Regions from separate parts of the Triticum aestivum genome. Here regions 1 and 3 are each linked to region 2. Evidence: chromatin contacts called from public Hi-C data. All regions are on one chromosome and are shown on one strand. Each heading gives the region's core, a stretch centred on a gene start, on an enhancer-like site or on the middle of the called end of the contact. The rest is flanking DNA. Distances are from core to core; before and after follow the strand shown. Region 1 has its middle 16 kb from the start of LOC123072136. Region 2 holds the start of LOC123072138 (potassium transporter 5). Region 3 holds the start of LOC123066289.

Evidence for each region. A called contact is a pair of places that touch in the nucleus more often than the background predicts.
Region 1: a contact with region 2 is called in a Hi-C map of leaf, with 4 times the contacts expected there. The contact joins the enhancer-like site here to the promoter of LOC123072138 in region 2. A contact is called at or near these places in 2 of 5 Hi-C or Micro-C datasets (both in leaf).
Region 3: a Hi-C map of leaf shows a contact between it and region 2, with 5 times the contacts expected there. The contact joins the promoter of LOC123066289 here to the promoter of LOC123072138 in region 2. A contact is called at or near these places in 2 of 5 Hi-C or Micro-C datasets (both in leaf).

The regions. Positions count from the first base shown.
Region 1 is chr3B:743,692,087-743,694,786 of IWGSC CS RefSeq v2.1, forward strand. No RefSeq gene overlaps it. Among protein-coding and RNA genes, the nearest start is that of LOC123072136, 16 kb to the right of the region's middle. Within about 2 kb of position 1,360, at least 1 of the 8 cell types and tissues checked has an H3K27ac peak or open chromatin away from gene starts, as enhancers often do. A contact at or near this core is called in leaf, where this site is marked.
Region 2 is chr3B:743,909,640-743,912,339 of IWGSC CS RefSeq v2.1, forward strand. LOC123072138 (potassium transporter 5) reads left to right here and starts at 1,331. Exons shown (of 9, transcript XM_044495691.1): 1 at 1,331-1,527; 2 at 1,992-2,214; 3 at 2,679-2,700. The coding sequence starts at 1,366. LOC123072139 (a long non-coding RNA gene) reads right to left here. Exons shown (of 5, transcript XR_006434851.1): 2 at 1,359-1,577; 3 at 1,258-1,290; 4 at 238-678; 5 at 1-157.
Region 3 is chr3B:743,762,243-743,764,942 of IWGSC CS RefSeq v2.1, forward strand. LOC123066289 reads right to left here and starts at 1,441. Exons shown (of 1, transcript XM_044489400.1): 1 at 1-1,441. The coding sequence starts at 1,202. The coding sequence ends at 381.

The DNA.
Region 1 (2,700 bases), core at 110-2,609, 220 kb before region 2:
ACCTGCCCACGTGCAGACTTATTAGCAGCGCAGGCCAATGAACAAGTGCTACAGCTGACATTTTAGTTGTAGCGCGTTTCGGCAAACTGCACTGCTACTAAGGCTTGACCCGGGGGTGGTCGTGTGGCCCACTTAGCAGCAGCGCCTGGGCCGTGGATCCGCGCTACTGCTAAGTATTACCTGTAGCACACTCTTTGTACCCTCGCTGCTGCTAGTTAGCAGTAGCGCCTACTTTTAAGCCGCGCTACTGATAAGCCTCCACATATAAGGTTTTTCCTAGTAGTCAAGCTTTAACTGATTCCCATTATGTCTCTGATTATACATAGGACAAATAAAAACTCAAAGGATGTCAAGTGCTCAAAAGCAGTATCTCTATTTGTGCAGTTTGAGCCAACTGATGCATCTAAAGATATGATTTACAGAACTGAATTTTCAAAATTAAACATGTCCATAAGGTTGGAAATCGAACCTAAATGTGAACCCCATCTAGTGTCTCATGACTGCTTTAGTGCTATGATCTGATTCACCCCTTGCCCTGTCTCGATATGATCATTATCAATCAAGTGTGCAATCTCAGCAACCTGCATATCATGCAACTCATCATGTCACTTTGAACGGAGTCAACTATGCTGAAATAGAGAGAAGTTTCTGTAAAAAACTGGGATACATGTACCACGTCCCTAGATGTAGCAACATCGGCAAGTTCCAAAGTGATGTGAATAACAATGAACATAATATACACCCTCGTTGGCCACAAATATTTTGGACATCAAATAAATGCTTGGATAAAAGAGCAGGCAACTCTCCCTTGAGTGTTAATGATTCAGTGTTCCGCTCTTGTAAAATAGCTCAACAATCCTAAAAACCAATACCATTTCCTCCTTTTTTAGCATCACATGTTTCATCCACCAGAATAGAGATCTTTGAATCCCCAATTTCCTTACGGACATGCTTCGTAACTTTCATTGCATCAATACTTAAGGTCTCCTTTTGAATCTCATGTGACGTGTATTTACAACATTTTGAAGCATTATTCAAACAACAACAACAACAACAACAACAACAACAACAACAATGTTAGGATTGAACTTTGCAAGAAGCTTTAGCATTTCAACAAAATTCTCTCTATTTCTTGACTGGGATGTCTCCTTATGGCCTCTAAAAGCACAAGACTGAAAGGTGAGCTGCTTAAAAGTTGCAATTGATGTTCTCAACCGTAGAAGGAGCTTATCGATAGGATCCGGGCTCGCCGGCCGATGTTGAAGAGACACAACCGGAGGGCACATGAGCTCCACGCTGCTGCTCCCAAGAGGTTGCCAACGCAACACGCCATCACCGTCGAGACCTATGATAGGGTCAAGGGTTTTCACCGTGACGTGTCCAACTCCGACTGTCCTTCCACACCGAATGGGCTGCGACCTCCGGCGTTGTTGTACACGGCCTTAACTCTCCTGGGCTTGGGTCCTTTAACCAGGCTGATTGTCGGCATGGACCTAACCGCTCGCCACAATTTTTATCTTTTATGGCTGGGTGGGAATTCCCTCGTCTGTATCTATTTCAAAATTTTGCACAGTTTGCCCCCCTTCTCTTCTTCTTTTGAGCTCAGTTTGTGTCGGTGTCAAAACCGGCGGATCTCGGGTAGGGGGTCCCGAACTGTGCGTCTAGGCGGATGGTAACAGGAGACAAGGGACACGATGTTATACCCAGGTTCGGGCCCTCTTGATGGAGGTAAAACCCTACGTCCTGCTTGATTAATATTGATGATGTGTGTTACAAGAGTGGATCTACCACGAGATCAAGGAGGCTAAACCCTAGAAGCTAGCCTATGGTATGATTGTTGTTCGTCCTATGGACTACAACCATCCGGTTTATATAGACACCAGAGAGGGCTAGGGTTACACAAAGTCAGTTACAAAGGTAGGAGATCTACATATCCATATCGCCAAGCTTGCCTTCCACGCCAAGGAAAGTCCCATCTGGACACGGGGCGAAGTCTTCAATCTTGTATCTTCATGGTCTTGGAGTCCGGCCGATGATGATAGTTCGGCTATCCGGACACCCCCTAGTCCGGAACTCCCTCAGTAGCCCCTGAACCAGGCTTCAATGACGACGAGTCCGGCGCGCATATCGTCTTCGGCATTGCAAGGCGGGTTCCTCCTTCGAATAATTTATAGAAGATTGTGAACACCAGGTTAGTGTCCGGCTCTGCAAAACTAAATTCCACGTACCACCGTAGAGAGAATAATGTTGCACAAGATCGATCTACTGACGTATTCTATGGCGTGACGTCACACCACTTCCAAGCCTTTACTCGAATTGTTTTTATTGTTCCACCTCAGCGCGTTTAGCGAAGCGGTTTCCTTGGCACGTCTTGTCGAAGCAGAGATCGTGTTCCCCTTATTCCGGGATTCTCATCAATACGGACGTGGGTAACCCAACCGCGCCCGTTGCCACGCCCCCTCCATCGAAGGCGGGTTCCCAACGGTCACGGGGACGACTCTTGGTATTCTTCCTCTTTATAATGAGACCAAGGCCCGTTCTTTTTATTCAATCCTCTATTGAATCCGCCCCTCTCCCCGAGTTCCAACACCCAGGGCTCCAAATTCGGGTACCTTCGATCTTCGACAATGTCCGGTCCTGACCTACGAGGCCGGTGGATGCCCTCCTCCGTCACGGAAGAGGACGTGCTAAAGCTGAGAG
Region 2 (2,700 bases), core at 81-2,580:
ATTAGCATCCCAAAAATGAACTATACTTACTGGTAAAACCACCATAAGCTACGCTGGCAGTGGAACATTGGCAGCACAGCAGCGATGCTGCGGCGTTTACTTGCTCGCTCCTAATCCACTGCCCATGCCACACGCACCGGAGACTGACTGACTAAGCCTGGAAAGTTTTGGCAGGAGGAGAAGCAGCCAAGTTCAAGCAACAATCGACGTGCGAAAAACCCAAGACATAGTACGTACCTCGGTGATGTGATCAGATCACGCGCATGTGCATGCGGTCAAAAGAGCCAGGCCACTTTGGCGAGGCAAGTGGCCTATCACTTGGGATGCCACCATCAGGACGACCGTTCTCCGGGAAGATCCTGCGTGCGCGAGAAAGCATGCATACATGATACGGAGTACATGGTCAGTCAGTGTGTCCGGTCAAGCCCGCCTTCCGGCTTGGGAGAATCGCATCGCAATTCGCACGAAAGGGAGTTGAAACCACCGGGCGGGCCTGCTGTTGCCTTGTCGTCTTCCGCTCGCCTAGAACGGCTGCTCGAGTCGGGCGCACGGCACCGCGGGTCAATCCTTTTGCCTGCCGGTTTGGGCCGTCTGTTACACACTGTTCAAAGCCCTTGACGGGTCTGATGGTGAGATGGCATGTGTGGCTGGCTTCTGGTTGAGACGTCACAGGGCCTGCTAAACGGGTTGCAAAAATCAAGTTTAGAACAGTAAACATTTGCTAATGCAGTGCAACCATGTTGTTAGAACTTAGAACAGATTTTTTTTTTCTGAAACAAAGTTTTCACCAGATAATATCAGCACAGAGTTCGATGAGCAGTTAAATCCGTGTTCATAGAGTTCTTTTTTCATCTGAGACATGGTGATTAGTTCATGATGTCCATCTAAGTGCCCATATTCTAACTTTCTAACCATATTCAACATTGAAATTTTCTTTACACTGCCACGAAGTAAGCAGAGATAAACTGCAAATGAAACACGCTCACAAGTCACAGGTGACAAGAGAAGCTCATGCAGAAAAGTCACCGTGCCATCCCCCGTAGCCACCTTCCCTGGTTACCTTACTGTTCAAGATCACAAGATTCCCGACTACGGCGTAGAAAGACGGCTAGGGTGAGACCGACTAAAGCAAACGATAACAATATTTGACTTCACCAACATTCAGTGAGAAGCCTGTTGGTTGCACGAGGATCCCACATTCATACCCCAGCACCACAGGTTCAGATCACACGCGGTTTACAGAGAAAAGTAACGAACCTGTTGTCATGCCTGGGCCCACCCGGTGTGTGCCTATAAAAGCAAGTCATTGTTAAACAATAACACAGAAGGCCGGTAAGAGTGAGAGATCATCATCGTACCTCCACGATGGCTGAGCCTCTGAAAACAAACGGCAATGGGGCTGCTGAAGCGGGCTCTGCGTTTGCGTCGGTGAAGGTGCCGCCGTCGCCCCCGAGGAGGCTGCAGAGGTTCGACTCCCTGCATATGGAGGCCGGGAAGATTCCTGGTGGCTATAGCTATGCAGCCAAGGTCTGTTCTTCCCTTGCTCTCTTCCTCGGTTCAACAGAAATCTTCATTTCCTTACAATACAAGCAAGGGAGCTGCATCAACATTTTCTGGTTCCTGTTATGATGGGGTGCTTTCTCATGAACTGCAAACAAGAAATCTCACAGAAAGATAACAGTATGCGCTTGTAATATTACAGACAGCACAGTTTTGTCAAGGAAGGCTGCTAAAAGTAACTAATGTATTATGATGTCATCCCATCATGGCAGACTTATCACTTAATTACGTGAAGTAACTAAACATAGCAGCTGCTTCAGCATCATGAGCTTGCAAAACCAAACAACCAACCATATTAATTAACTTCTGCTTTAACATCTTAAGCTTGCACAATCAAACAACTGAGAATATTAATAAGCTGCTTTACTTGAGGTGAATGTAATTTTTTGAAATCTGACTCTGATTTTCTACTCTTTCTTCCTGCAAAGCAGGTTGGCTGGGCGACGACACTGCACTTGGCCTTCCAGAGCCTAGGTGTGGTTTATGGGGACATGGGAACTTCGCCCCTCTATGTGTTTTCCAGCACCTTTACTGGTGGGATCAAGGACACAGATGACCTCCTTGGTGTCATGTCCCTGATTATCTACACTGTGCTTCTCCTTCCATTGATGAAATATTGTTTCATTGTCTTGAGAGCTAATGACAACGGCGATGGTAAGTAAATACCTTCCACTTATCTTCCTGACAGAAATTGCATGTTTACAGAGAAGACTTTTAAAAAACTAGAAAAGATTGTGCTGATTTTACAGCCAGTGTTTCTGTTAAAAAAAATATAGAAACGAATGGCCATAGGAGCAAAATATAGAAAAATAAATGGTAACATAAATATTCCAACAATCCCACTGCATTGGTTTAGACAGTATCTTACAGAGTACTGACAATCATTAGAAGTGCCAGGGTCTGAGCATTAGGCACTTAGTTCCATAAAAGAAAACCCAAAATATGTGATAAGAAGTACTCCCTCCGTCCCATAATATAAGAACGTTTTTCAAGCTTACATAGCTTGAAAAACGTTCTTATATTATGAGACAGAGGGAGTACTTAAGAGACCATATGCATGCAAACAATATTTTGTTCATGTTAGTTTGTCATGTCTTATGAGTTCACAACCTTTGCAGGTGGAACATTTGCACTTTATTC
Region 3 (2,700 bases), core at 191-2,690, 150 kb before region 2:
CACAAACGAACTGCATCAGATTTCTTCAATAATTACAAACTAAATTTTGCATTTTTTGTCTTCTCCTGCAATAGCTAACTGAAGTCCACTTGATTTTTTTCTAAACAAAAGAACAAAACAAAAAACAGTATCACCTAACAGCGGACCATAGCAGCGCACTGCACGCATACACACACCGCACTGCAATCATTTTTCAAAAGAAGTGAGACCACCGCATCTGACAATACATTTTTGTCATCTAAAAAAACAGATGACTGAGGGGGTGGACTGCACGCATACACACACCGCATTTTGCAAGCATACACACAATGAGCTGCATAGTTTCTTTTTACATTATCTCCACTGATATAACTCACAACCTTCTATAGCAACGAACTACACTATTTTTTCAGATGAGCTGCGTCGACGAGGCGTACTGCATCTAAAAAGAAATGGACTTCTCCATGGATTTTCACAATGAACTGCAAAAAATATTCAGTGAGCTTCAAAACATATTCAAAGGAGCTGCAACCGTCGGGGGAAGCAGTAGCAAACAGGGAGGAGCTCATCGAGGGGGAGGGGAACCAGATCGATGCTGGTTGGGAGCGGCACCCGATAGGAGAACTTCTCCTTCCTCCTCTATGCTCGTGGCCTAGCCCGCTGGTGAGGGTGCATCCAGTGGGGAAGTCAAGGGCGCGGCGCCGGCGGTGGTGGCCCGGAGCACCCCTTCGTGGAGGTGGTGGCCGCGTGTGGCCGGTGGTGGCGGCCCGGAGCCCCTCTGCCTCCCCTGGACGGATCTGGTGGTGGGGCCGCAACACGGAATCCAAACCACGGGGTAGGGGGGAGAAAGAAGTGGGCTTGGGCAGGGCCAGGGCGCCGGCGCCGGCGACAAAGGAAGTAGGGTCGGCGAGGTGGGGCTGACTGGGGAACACGCGTGGGGGATCCACGAATCCAGTGGATCCAGGCGCGGTGGAGGCCGGATCCGACGATCGCCAACGTCCACGGCCACTAGAGGGGAGGGAAGGGCAGCAGTGGGAAGCCGGGCAGGTGCGGGAGAGGGAGGTAGAGGAGGATTGCACGGAGGAGCTCCGGTAGTGGTCATAGGGGGGCAGTGGCCGCCGGATCCGATGGAGGGGGCCTCGTTGGGGGCCAGTGGCGGCCGGATCCCGCCATCGCCGCGGAGTGCGCCGGCAGTTGGGAGGGCGCTGGCCCGAACCGGCCATGTTGGAGGAAGGAGGCGGGGTGGGGCAGGGCCCCGATGGAGCTGGAGGAAGGAGGAGGCACTGCAGTTGGGTCGTCGGTGGTCGGTGGTGGGAGAACCGCCGCGGGGTAGGAAGTGGTCGGGGGTGCGGTGTCCTGACCCGCGGGGCTGGCGCAGATCTGACGCATGGTAGGTGCGGGAGGACCGACTGGGGTGGGGGGGAAGAAGGTGGAGAGGAGAGGTCGTGGGAGGAGAGGAAAGAGTGGGTGGGGTGGATCGGCTCGGCTGGCTCTGTCGGTTAGGGTGGTGTGCAGAATAAAATTTTGTGTGTGTAGAATAAGGTCTTAAGAGGGTGTTATTAGAATAGACCCACCCTTTCAACCATTTCAATCTTGTGTATAAAGAAATAATTGACACAGTGAGGCTGATAGTTAGATTCATTTTTGTTTACTTTTGTATGGTCGAAAATATCGTTGTTTAGCTTCTTTAATTGGTCACTTTTCTTTAATTTTGCAAAGAAACACGTCATCAGGCTGTCCACATCGAGTTAATTCTCTGTCTCATATTGCACTACAACCAACAATCTAATGAACCAGAATTAATGTGGGCCATCTTTTGGTTGATAACTACATGATTCAACTGCCATAAGTTTTGCGTAACAGAACAACGAATTACTATTTTTATTTTCAACCCAATTAGTTAACTCATATGTATACGATCTCCAAGTTTAGTCTACATGGTACTTTAAGGTTCAATTTTAGTACACTTTCAGAAGACTGTTTCACCATGGATTCTAGCATTTGACATTGCTTCTAGGAAGTTCTTAGGCTATAGTCCAGTGCAAATAGTGTATAAACTCTTACTGGCACTCTTTCCTTGAAGTTACGGGTGTACCATTGTTTTCCTTGAAGCGACTCCAAACTCAGCATGCACCTTAAAGTTTGACTCAATACATCATGTTTCTTCTGAAATTCGAACAACCACTTTGGTATTTTAATAATAATTAACAGATTTTATTGATGCCTCATCTTTCAAATATGTGATACAAACTTGCCCATGTGAGATTGTGGTAGATTTATTAGAGTGGTATTTTCTCTGCGTTTACTCCAGGTGGCAGAAAAGTTTATTCCAGTTAGCAAAAAATGCATATCTGATTCCATTGCTCACGTAGGCCACCATAGGATAAGCAGATCAAAGGAAATGATGTGCCTATAGTATCCCACTAGTAGAAACATGGCTTTGGTCCAATCAGGGAAAGCCCATTAATCTCGGTTCACTCATGAACCGGGACCCATGGAGGCATAGGTCCCGGTTCGTGAGGCCAGGGGGCCGGCCGGGCCGCGTGGGGCATGTTGGAAATATGCCCTAGAGGCAATAATAAAAGGATTATTATTATATTTCCCTTTTCATGATAATTGTCTTTTATTCATGCTATAATTGTATTATCTGAAAATCGTAATACACGTGTGAATACATAGACCACAATATGTCCCTAGTGAGCCTCTAGTTGACTAGCTCGT